Regions from separate parts of the Triticum aestivum genome. Here region 1 is linked to region 2. Evidence: chromatin contacts called from public Hi-C data. All regions are on one chromosome and are shown on one strand. The core of a region is the stretch at or near the end of the contact, and the rest is flanking DNA. Distances in the headings are between cores, read along the strand shown.

Region 1 (5,733 bases), core at 3,036-5,535, 130 kb after region 2:
CTTATGTGGTGGTTTTTCTTTCTTACACTAACGAAGCTTATGAGATTTCCTCTTGAGTTTTGTGTTGTGAAGTTTTCAAGTTTTGGGTAAAGATTTGATGGACTATGGAATAAGGAGTGACAAGATCCTAAGCTTGGGGATGCCCATGGCACCCCAAGATATTCAAGGATAACCAAAAGCCTAAGGTTAGGGATGCCCCGAAAGGCATCCCCTCTTTCGTCTTCGTCTATCGGTAACTTTACTTGGAGCTATATTTTTATTCGCCACGTGATATGTGTTTTGCTTGGAGCGTCTGGTATGATACTAGTCTTTGCTTTTTAGATCACCACAATCATCCTTGATGTACACACATTTTGGGAGAAGCCCACTTGATTAGAATTTATCAGAATACACTATGTGCTTCACTTATATTTTTTGAGCTAGATAATTTTTGCTCTAGTGCTTCACTTATATCTTTTAGAGCACGGCGGTTGCTTAATTTTGTAGAAATTATTGGTCTCTAATACTTCACTTATATTATTTTGAGAGTCTCTTAGAACAGCATGGTATTTGCTATGGTTATAAAATTGGTCTTAGAATGATGGGCATCTAAGTTGGGTATAATAAAAACTATCATAGAAAGTGAATTGGATGCTATGATCAATTTGATGGTTGATAATTGTTTTGAGATATAGAGGTGGTGATATTAGAGTCATGCTAGTTGGGTGATTATGAATTTAAAGAATACTTGTGTTGAAGTTTGTGATTCCCGTAGCATGCACGTATGGTGAACCGATTTGTGATGAAGCTAGAGTACAATTTTATTTATTGATTGTCTTCCTTATGAGTGGCGGTCGGAAATGAGCGATGGTCTTTTCCTACCAATCTATACCTCTAGGAGCATGCGTATAGTACTTTGTTTTCAAAGGGTTGTAGATTTTTGCAATAAGTATATGAGTTCTTTATGACTAAAATTGAGTCCATGGATTATACGCACTCTCACCCTTCCACCATTGCTAGCCTCTCTTGTGCCACGCAACTTTCGCCGGTACCATACACCCACCATATACCTTCCTCAAAACAGCCACCATACCTACCTATTATGACATTTCCATAGCCATAGTTCGAGTCGCTCCCGCAGAACTTTTTCTGATTTTTTTACGCGTCTGAAATACAATAGCTCCAAATGGGCTGGCCCATTCCTCGCTGCCATCAGCGAAAGCACGTGAATTTTTTTCCAAATCCTTGGAATTTTCTTTTGAAAATCCATGAACTTCTTTTCAAAATCATAGAACTTTCTAAATCCGTGAACCCTTTTTTCAAAATTAATGAATTTTTTTCTTTTGAAAATCTGGTTCGCAAGGTTCTTTTTTTGTTTGCTACTAAGATGGCCGCCGGCTTTTATACACTTTATAAGATAATTTGAGCATTAAAAAATTACGGGATTTGAAAACAATATGCAATTTTTTTTTTAAAAATCGGCCATTTCAAAAAATGTTCACGAATTTAAGAAGAAAAAAACAGAAAATGAAATTAAAAGGAAAAAGAAAAGAAAAGAAAAGAAAGAAGAAAAGGAGGGAAAAGGGAGCAAGTGAACACAAGGCATGTAGTGTCCTGGTGGAGCAAAACGTGGTGTTCTGTTCGAGCCACCCCCGCACGCTAATTTTGTGTGTTTTAACGAAAAAATAACTAAATCCACGCAGAGAAAAAACCTCCCAAAAAAGCTGCTTCCAACAGGATTGGATCTCGCGCTGTTTAGTTACGTCACAGCGTGCCTAACCTGTACATCTACTACAGCCTAGTGATTCATTATAGTGCGAGATATTAACAACAATACTAACCGCACTACTTCTGGTACAAACAATTTAGAAAGCCGTGATTTTTTGGAAAAGAAAAAAAATCTGAAATAAGTTTTAAAAAATCGCGAATTAGAAAAAAGTTCATGTATTCAAAAACTTTCAGCAAATTTTATAAAATTTTACCGTGTATTACATAAAGTTACATTTTTTTTAAATATGCTGAACTTTCTCTGAATACATGCTGAACAAAATTTCTATACATGATGAACATTTTTTTATACATACTGAACATTTTTTCAATGTATGGTGAATATTTTTCTTCAATGGGTTAACAAAAATTTGGAATAGAACTATTTTTGAAACGTGAACAAAATTCGAAAACATGAACAAAATTTGAAATTTCGAAAACATTTTCCGAAAATTCAAACGAATTTTGAAAAATCTGAACATATTTGGGATATTGAAAAAAGTTCATCCAATTCGAAAATAGTTCATCAAATTTTAAAAAGTTCACTGGTTTTCAAAAAAAGTTCATTGAATTTGAAAAAAAGTTCATCTATTTTGGAAAAAGTTCATGGAATTTGGTGAGAAAAGTTCATCAATTTTGCAGAAAGTTCACCGAATATGAAAAAAGTTCATCGATTTTGAAGAAAACTTCATCGAATTTGAAAGAAAGTTCATAAAATTGAAAAAAATTCATCGATTTTGAAAAAGATAGAAAAAGGAAAAAGAAAAAGAAAAGGCAAAAAGAAAGAACAACAAAAAAAAGAAAAAAGAAAAACATGTGGTCGTGTAATTTAAAAAGGAAAAAAAGGAAGAAGAACGAATAGTAGACGGAAAAACTAAAGCGTAACCATATCCTACCCTGTGCTCGCGTGGTTGAACTAGCTGTCCTTGACGCGGAGGTAGGTGGTTCGAATCCTGGTAGCGCCCTTTTTTGGCCTACGGGCGCACACCCTGTAACGGGCACCGTTTAGGGAATGCCGTGCAACGGGGAGCAGGATGTGCGCCCTTTGGAATTTTTTTGAACGAAAAAATAATAAAGTGGGCCGGCCCACCACATGAATCCCGGTTGACATTTGCCACGGTTTGATTTACCGGGATTACATAGTTTACGGTGTAATCGACCAGGATTTCGATTTGAGGGTTCATTTCGTCCGACCTCTACAAATTCAAGGTTTAAAATTGACTTTTTTCCTTGTTGCGACACCACTATCTGTTTGTGGTTCGGACGCCCCGGATTTTGTTACTGGTCCGGTGATCACGGATATGATGCACCAATTTTAAGTGGAATATAAAAGCTATTCCTTAAAAATGTTTTATTTGGATTAAGATTTTCCTAAGGAAAACGTTTAAAATAAGCCGGATGAAAACTCTCTCCCGTAAGCCGCTCTCCCTGTGCACCACGTGTTGATGTGGCCCCGCCACCGCTCCAATCGATTCCACCTTATCTTCTCACACGAAGCGTATCCTCCACCCCATTCTTTCCCCCTTCCCTTCTGTCCTTCGTCAAGCTGCAGAGAAAAAGCAAGCAGGAGCACCGAAGCAGAGGAGGTGACGCCTGTCGGCCGTTGCCTGATGCATCCTCGAGCCGCCGAGGCTGCATTGAAGTGCCACCGGAGCTACATCGCAGCATCCCCGCGCTATATGGCAGCTTCCGCCGTCGTTGTCATGCTTTGCGTCGCAGCTTTCGCCATCGCCTCCGCCTGCTGCGTCGCAGCATCAACCGTCATCGCCGGTGCTGCAATGAGTGCGCCGGGCCGACAATGGAGGGTGATCGGAGTTCCGCCGCGGCTTCAATGGAGCACCGTCGGGGTGTTGGAGTTTTTGTCGCGGTTGCAATGGAGCTTCGCCGCGGCTGCAAGTAGAGCATCGTCGGGGACGTTGGAGCTACGTTGCGGCTGCATTGAAGCTCCACCAGGGCTGCAATGGAGCGTCGTTGGGCTGCAATGGAGTTTCACCGGGCGTCGACAGTGCTCTGCTCCCATGGAGTTGCAGTGGAGCTTCGCTCGGGTGTCGTCGGTGCTGCATTGAAACTTTATTTGCAGCTCTCGGTGCTACCATGGTGCCGTGCAGGCCCCCGGTGAGTCTCGGCACTGTGCTACAGCGTGTTGCCGGCGAGTCTTTTTGGAGCTACGATGCAGCATCTCCGGCTGCTCGAGGGCTGCGAGGTCGGCGGCACACATGCCATCCGTTGCTTTCGATGGACCATCGTTGTGTTTCAGAGAAGGCGTGGGTATGGACTAACGACTAGGTAATGCACCTTCGCTGTAGAGGGGGACGCGCTGTGGATCGAAGATGGGCTCCAGAAATCCTAGGATCGAACATCGCTAGCGCCAATCGGACGGTTGGCTAGGCGGATGATTTCATACGGAAATCATCCGGCTGATTCGTAGCAGCCACCGAAAAACGCCCAAGTCTGAAATGCGTCGGTTGCATTGGCGCACCTACGTGTCCGCGCCGCCGACCAATTCAGGTATAGAAAACCTTTACCTCAATCAAAAAAGAAAAGGTATAGGAAACCTGCTAACCCTAGATCCCATCTCTTTCCACTCGATCCCCTCCTCCCACGCACTCCGGTCCTGCAGGCGGCAGCCGCCATCCCCTCCGACACCCAACCCCCCCTGCTCCTCCGCGCCCTTGCAGCCGCCACCACCTCCGCCGCCTGGGCTCTAAAGTCCAGGGGACCGAAGGACCGCGTTATTATGTCTTATTGCGTTTTCTGCGGGATCATCTCAAGGGAGACGGAGGCGGAGGCGGAAGAGTCCTTTTCCTTCTGCAATCGGGGCAGAAAAGAGATTGATTTCGGTTTGTTTTCCAAGCACACAGCAATTTTTACTAATATGTGTGCCGAGAAGTTGTAACCGGGATCCTTCTCCCTCTCCTCTAATAATCTCCTCCCTTCTGGAGGGGAGACGGCGATTAATCCGCCGGCCTGAATAAACAGAGGAGTGGGAGGAGTCGCCCATCAAAGAAGCAACATCAATCACATCTCTGAAAGGCCAGTTCTTTTGCTTTAGCGGATCAGCCATGAAGAACAAGAAGGGTCGCCGCGGCCGCAACGTAAGTTCTTTGTCTGTCCTTCACTTCGATTCGATTCATCCTCCAGGGCTGATTTAGTGTTTTCTTGTTTTTTCCCCTGCTAAATCTAATGCAGAAAGCAACTTGCAACGAAGACGCTGCTTGCAAAGCAAACGGAGACAGGCTTAGCAGGCTGCCCAATGATCTTCTGCTCAATATCCTGGAGAGGGTGGAGACGTTTGACGCCCTCAGAGCCTGCATCCTCTCGAAGCGAATGCTGCAGCTCCCCGCCATGCTCTCGCAGATTGTTATCGATGTTGGTTCCCTCGTCCCTGACCCTGATAGCTCCCGTGAATTTGGCATCCGTGATGTGGCTAGGGTCAATGGCGCTGTCGCTAAGATAACTGATAACATCTTGTGGATGAGGAGCCCAGGAATCACCATCCGCAAGCTTAATGTCAGAATGGTCTTGAGGCATTATGACGTTCTCTCTGTTGGCAAATCTTTTGCCCACGCCATGGCAACCCAGAAGGTCCAGAAAGCTGAAATTGAGTTCATGACGGAGAAGGCTTGCGCGGATTGCACACCTGCCGATCTCGTCGACTTTGCCAAGTGCTTCAATACTATCCTTGCTGATTGTCTGGATGCATTCGCTGGCCTTACGCGCCTATGGCTGCAAAATATGCGATTTGGTGAAGGCGACATCCCCAATGTCCTGACCACTTGCAAGCGGTTGAAATCTTTGCGATTGTCCTACTGTGACTCAGGGATCCGTTCTGTGCTGTGTTTAGAACATGCTCAACTCGTTGACCTCGAGATCGACTATGGGAAGTTCGAGAAAGTTGTGCTCAACTGGCTACCGGAACTCCAACAAGTGACTTATAATAACTGGTGCTCTTACGACGATGAGCCCCTGTCTTTTGGTTTCGTTCCG
Region 2 (5,711 bases), core at 405-2,904:
AGCTAGATAAAACAGAAAGTTTTGAAGCTCCACGGCATGATCAGAGGCTACTTACTTGAGCTACCATGTTGTTGGAGTCGCCAAGGTAGAAGACACAGGACCTGTCGAAGTAGCTGCCCTTGATCTTGAAGTCGCAGACCTGCTGCGCGGTGTTCCCGGCCAAGAAGACATCCATCTCCGTCTTGAGTTGGATCAGCGAAGTTGTCTTCACGGTGAAGAGCAGGTCGCCTGCGTTGGTGCTGTCCCCTCTGAACACCTCCCATCGGTGGTGCATGCTGAACACCTGATCAAGTGATTTATACAACCACAATTAACGACTACAGCCACGGCAGCATGTGTTGTCTAAAATCAAGCCACCAAATTCAGATTGTACTAATGGTTTCTTCATATGTAGTTCGCCAAGAAAGTTCCTTTTGCTACCCCCTTGTCGCGACAAAACAGAAAGAATGGAAATACTCATGGGCCGCAATATCCGGGAAATGTTCCCCGGGGGCTTTTTCGCATCGAACGCTCAAATTGCCATGCAATTTCAACTGAAATTGCCATGGCAAGTTTAGAAGACTTGCCATGATCAGGAGTGAAAATTGCTATATACGCAAAGAACGCCAGCGGTTTAAAAAAATGCCATCCGCACGATCTGGATCCAATGGCTCTAAGGGCGTTCCCTGGGACCTCCTAATCAGTGAACGTCCCCAGTTATCATTTCCCAATGCTCCTATGTTGCACACACCGAATAGTTCAGGCTGGCAAGAACAACACTGGATCAAAAAGCCCATGACTCCTTGTCGCACATCAAGGTCAAGTGGGGACATCGGAAAAGGCAGTCGCTGAGAAGAATAGTAGTAGAAGTTTGGAATTAGTCAACTTCATTAATACACGTCGTTTTCCTGTGCTACTTCATTGTAATGATTTTGCAATAATTTGGGTTGTGACTCGTGAGCATGATGTAGAGGTCAGAAGACTATTCCTCCCCCAGCTAAAATAAATAAAAATAAATAGCAAGACTATACCAATTTGCAACGACTCAGATCACCCATGTCTACGGGTCAACGATCTTATCCTGCAAAGAACTTGCAGACATGTCTACGGATCGAGGAAATTTCAGCGGCGCCAGGCCGGGGAGGGAGATGGACAGACAGACAAAGGAGCAAATCTGTAGTGGAGAAGGGACCTTTTCCTGCATGGTGAGGAGGGGCATCCCGGCGCCGTCGAGGATGGTGCGGCGGCTCCGGATGCTGAAGATGGCGCCCTTGACCTTGAGCACGACGGCGCCGTTGGCGTCCGTGATGGCGAAGTCGCCGTCGGAGAGGCTGAGGGCCTTCTTGGTCACCGTGAGCGGCACCACGTAGGGCGCGCAGAACTGGTGCCCCACCACCGGCAGCGGCGCCGGCGGGGCTCCGCCGGCCATCGCCATCGATCCTCTCACGTGCCGCTTGCTCCGGCTGCTTCCGTGCGGTTCTTGGTGGCGCCTCTGAGCTCCTGGGAGACGGTGGGCGGCGGTCTGGACAGGTGGTGTCTGCTTCGCTTGCTCGGCGATGGATTCGGTGCGCGTGCTTGGCGTGTTTTGTCGAATGGGACAGGGGAGGGGGTGGGAAACAGGGGACGGTGGAGCTTCTGTGTAGCTCCCTCCGTATATGCCGTTGGCAGAACAATAATGGTGGAGGGCACAAAGTGGTGGAGCCACAACAGGTTCCACACGACAAGTCGAGTGGCTGTGATCCTAAGCGAGTCAAGTCAAGCCTTTTGAAATTTAAGCGAACCTACTTCAAAATATTACTACTTCATACAAATACAAGATAAAACATATACCCCTGTCACCGTGAGGGCCCCCCTCCGTTTTTTGAGGACTTGTTATCTCGAGATTGTAACCCGATCATTATGAAATAACGCTCTCTTTAACCTCGTAAAAAAAGTTTCTCTTGATAAACTCCGTCGAGTGTAAAAAAAGTTTTATTTACTGAAATGAGTTTTCAATGTCAAGATTAATTGATTGCCGACCTCCCCTCTTCGATTACACATAAGGACAAGCTCACACTCTAAGTTGGGCTACTGGATTGTTTTCCGTCTAGTTGAATGGACAGGGCATGCGATTGCAAACAAGTTTTCGAAAAGAATAAAGAACAGGTCCATCATTTAGGAGATTATTGTAGGAACCGGACCTTTACTAGCCATCTTTTTTGTTTGAAGAGAGTCGAACGTAGAAGCTCATAATATTGTAGGAACCGGACCTGTGCCAGAAGGAAGAGTGCATAGAGGGCAATTTGAAACGGTTCAGGAGAGATTGCGAGCAAGGTTGATTGATTGGAGTGAACAATTTGTTTCTGTGGGAAACAAGGAAATTTTGATCAAAGCTGTTGCACATGCCATCCCTACATATATGATGAGTGTCTTTAAACTGCCGGCGTCTGTCTGTGACGACTTGACACGAATGATGAGGCAGTACTGGTGGGGTGTGGACAACGGCAAGAGGAAAATGGCCTGGCTTAGTTGGAAGAAGATGGTGGTCCCCAAGTCTATGGGGGGCATGGGATTTCGGGACATGAGAGCATTCAACCAGGCCTTGCTGGCTAAGCAGGCTTGGCGATTATTGGATTGCCCAAATAGCCTGTGTGCAAGACTGCTCAGAGCAAAATATTATCCCCATGGTAATCTGTTGGATACGGTGTTTCCAACCAGCTCATCCGCAGAGTGGAAGGGGATTGTACATGGTCTTGAGCTGGTAAAGAAAGGCATTATTTGACGTGTGGGTGACGGGACGCTGATAAGAACTTGGAGAGATGCTTGGATCCCAAGGGGTCATAATTTTCGGCCAATAACACCGGAACGTAATTGCAGACTCAACTGGGTGGCGGATTTCTTGAATGAACACGGTGCTTGGGATGAACAAAGGCTGAGAGAACACTGTTGGGACATGGACATACGAGAAATTCTTAACATCTGTACTTCACTGAGAAATGGTCAAGACTTCATAGCCTGGTTCTCGGAAAGAAGCGGACAATTTACGGTGAGGAGTGCATACCGGCTTGCTACTCTTGGCGTCACCTCGGAGAGGGCACCTGCGTCGAGGAACAATCCTTCGGGGGAACGGCCAGTGTTGCAGTGTATTTGAGCAGCCAAAGTTCCCCTAAAGATGAGGATCTTGGCGTGGAAAGTAGTCTAGGGTGCACTTGCAACAAATTCTTGCAAGAAGTATCGGCATATATCTACAAGAGACACTTGCCCCCTGTGTGCGAGGGAGGAGGAGTCCAGTTTCCATGCCCTTGTCACATGCAATCATGCTCAGGCGGTTTGTCGACAGATGAGGATGGTTTGGAATTTACCACGCCAGGAACTTCTGCAGGACACATGGCAGGAATGGTTACTAAACTTGTTGACAAACTGTGATGAGTTCATGAGGGATTGTGTAATTATGTTGATCTGGTGCATTTGGTCTCTCCGCTCAGATGTGGCTCATGGCAAGGAAGTACCTCCGGTGTCTACAACGATCTCGCTACATGCAGTCCTTAGACCTATCCAGGAAGCTTTCGACAGAGGAGATTATCAAAGGGAAAATGCCGTTGGGGCGGGATGTACCGGCTGCGGCGCGGGCGGAGGCCATAGTTCAACCATGGCCGAAGCCACCACCGGGGAAGGTGGCCCTATCGGTTGATGGTGCCTATCTACATACCGATGGCTCAACTGCGGTAGGAATGGTATGCGGAATCATGATGGGAGCGTTATCTTCTCAGCATACCGATGCATTTTTAACTGCAACGAAGCGTTGGAAGCGGAGCTACATGCGCTAATGCAAGGTATGGCGCTAGCAATCCAACATTGTGAGCTACCTGCCATAGTCCAGTCGGACTCATCCGTCGCCCTCTCTGCCCTGTCGGGCGACAGTTTATCTAGATCTGCCTTACGGGCATTTAGTTGCTGAGCTTCGTCACCTTATGGTAGATAGAGTTTTCATTCCTACGAAGATTAGTCGTGTGTAAAATAGGGTCGCAGATCGTTTGGCCCTGTATAGTCGTATAGAGCATACAACTGTTATATGGCTTGGACGAGGTCCGCCGTGTATTCAGGATCTCTTGCCTCGCGATTGTAACCCTATACCTTTGGAATAAAACTCTTCTATCAGCGCAAAAAAAAAAGTTTCCTCATTCGATTGATCAGGGTGACCACATGTGGCTTGGCACTCCTCATGACCCGTTATGCATCCCTATGAACATTTCGTTTGGTCAACAAAGCTTTGTAATCCCCCCAAAAAGCTATTATGTGTAGTTCTCAACTCAATAATAGTGGTGAGAAAGACAAGGTAGAGTGACAAGCAGGGGTTGAACTCTACTCATCATAAACTTATTCGCGGAGGAGAGACCATACAACATGACTCGATGGAGAAGAATAAAGAAAAGGTGAATGATCTGATTGTCGAGGAGAATCATGATAATAAAATGGGAGAGTGGGTTCCAGGGGAGGCATTCCACCCCCACTGCCTGCATATGTTTCGCCTAGAGAGTCGAAGAAGCAAAAGAAAGGTAGCTCACGATCTCAAAGTGTAGAAAATACACTACAAGGTATCAAGTACATTGCCGACGAGCATACCACATTGTCAAGTCGGATGTCTATGGAAATAGTAAAATCCACAACATTATTATGTGTGACGTGATTATTACAAGTGATGTTATTTTAACAGAAAGTACATAGCATGGATATGTTCAACTTTATTGCTGAAACCCTGGAAATTTGCAAGGCACATTTCACCTTGAAAATATGAATTAACGCCAACAGTTCAACTTATAATCTAGATATTTTCTATAAATATGCTTAGTTAACCATACACTAGAAGCCACTATTGAGATACTCTTTTGGTGGTATGCTTTAGAGATTTGTACCATGACATTTAAAGATGTCGTCACACACACACAATTCATACTATGTAGTTTATACATTTGTCAAAATAATTCTTGAAGGTTTTTGTTACACAATAATTTAAAGTCAAAATAACTCAAGAAGGCTTTTATTACAAAACTATTTAAGTTTAGCACATGTATTTTACAATGATACCCATAATAATTGTATAAAAAAGATGACTATAACTATTACTCCCTTTGCTTTTTATTTATTTTGCATATTAGCTTTATCTTCGTTCAAACTTTGTAAACTTTGACCAAGTTTATAAAAAAAAGTTATTAACGTTGAGAATGACCAATTAATAGCATTAGATTAATCACTGAATATATTTTCACATCATTGAATATATTTGTTATTGTAAATGTTCATATTATTTTCTATAAACTTGGTCAAACTCTATAAGGTTTGGCTTATGACAAAGCTAATACGGAGAGTAAATAAAAACATATTGAGTACTTAGCAATAATGTTGCATTGATAATTATGTCAACTAAGCAAATTTTACGCATTGAAAATATAAACATAAGTACAAAGGTTTAATATAAATAATATTCAACTTTTAACCGAGCAGTGGTTATCTAGGTCACTTGATGTCAATAGAGGGCTTGGAATCCATCTCTTTCCATCCACGCGCCTCTTCCTCCTCATCTTCTAATTTTTGAGGCGATTTCGACGCCCACGGTGGCCGACGGAGGAATTAAGGCTTGTGTCGGACGTCAACAAAGCTTAGACGAGGTAGCTCCGGTGCCGTGGTGAAGCGCGACCTTTGTCTTCGTCGTCATCGTCCGGCACAGAGGTGGGGAACGGTGGGGAAAGAGACGA

What was found. Hi-C and Micro-C count contacts between places; a contact is called where the count stands out from the background.
Region 1: a Hi-C map of leaf shows a contact between it and region 2, with 3 times the contacts expected there. The contact joins the promoter of LOC123135725 here to the promoter of LOC123135724 in region 2. A contact is called at or near these places in 2 of 5 Hi-C or Micro-C datasets (both in leaf).

What each region holds. Positions count from the first base shown.
Region 1 is chr6B:54,665,791-54,671,523 of IWGSC CS RefSeq v2.1, forward strand. It overlaps LOC123135725, which reads left to right and starts at 4,286. Exons shown (of 3, transcript XM_044554911.1): 1 at 4,286-4,841; 2 at 4,936-5,733. The coding sequence starts at 4,809.
Region 2 is chr6B:54,534,920-54,540,630 of IWGSC CS RefSeq v2.1, forward strand. It overlaps LOC123135724 (protein LURP-one-related 15), which reads right to left and starts at 1,655. Exons shown (of 3, transcript XM_044554910.1): 1 at 1,172-1,655; 2 at 56-283. The coding sequence starts at 1,414.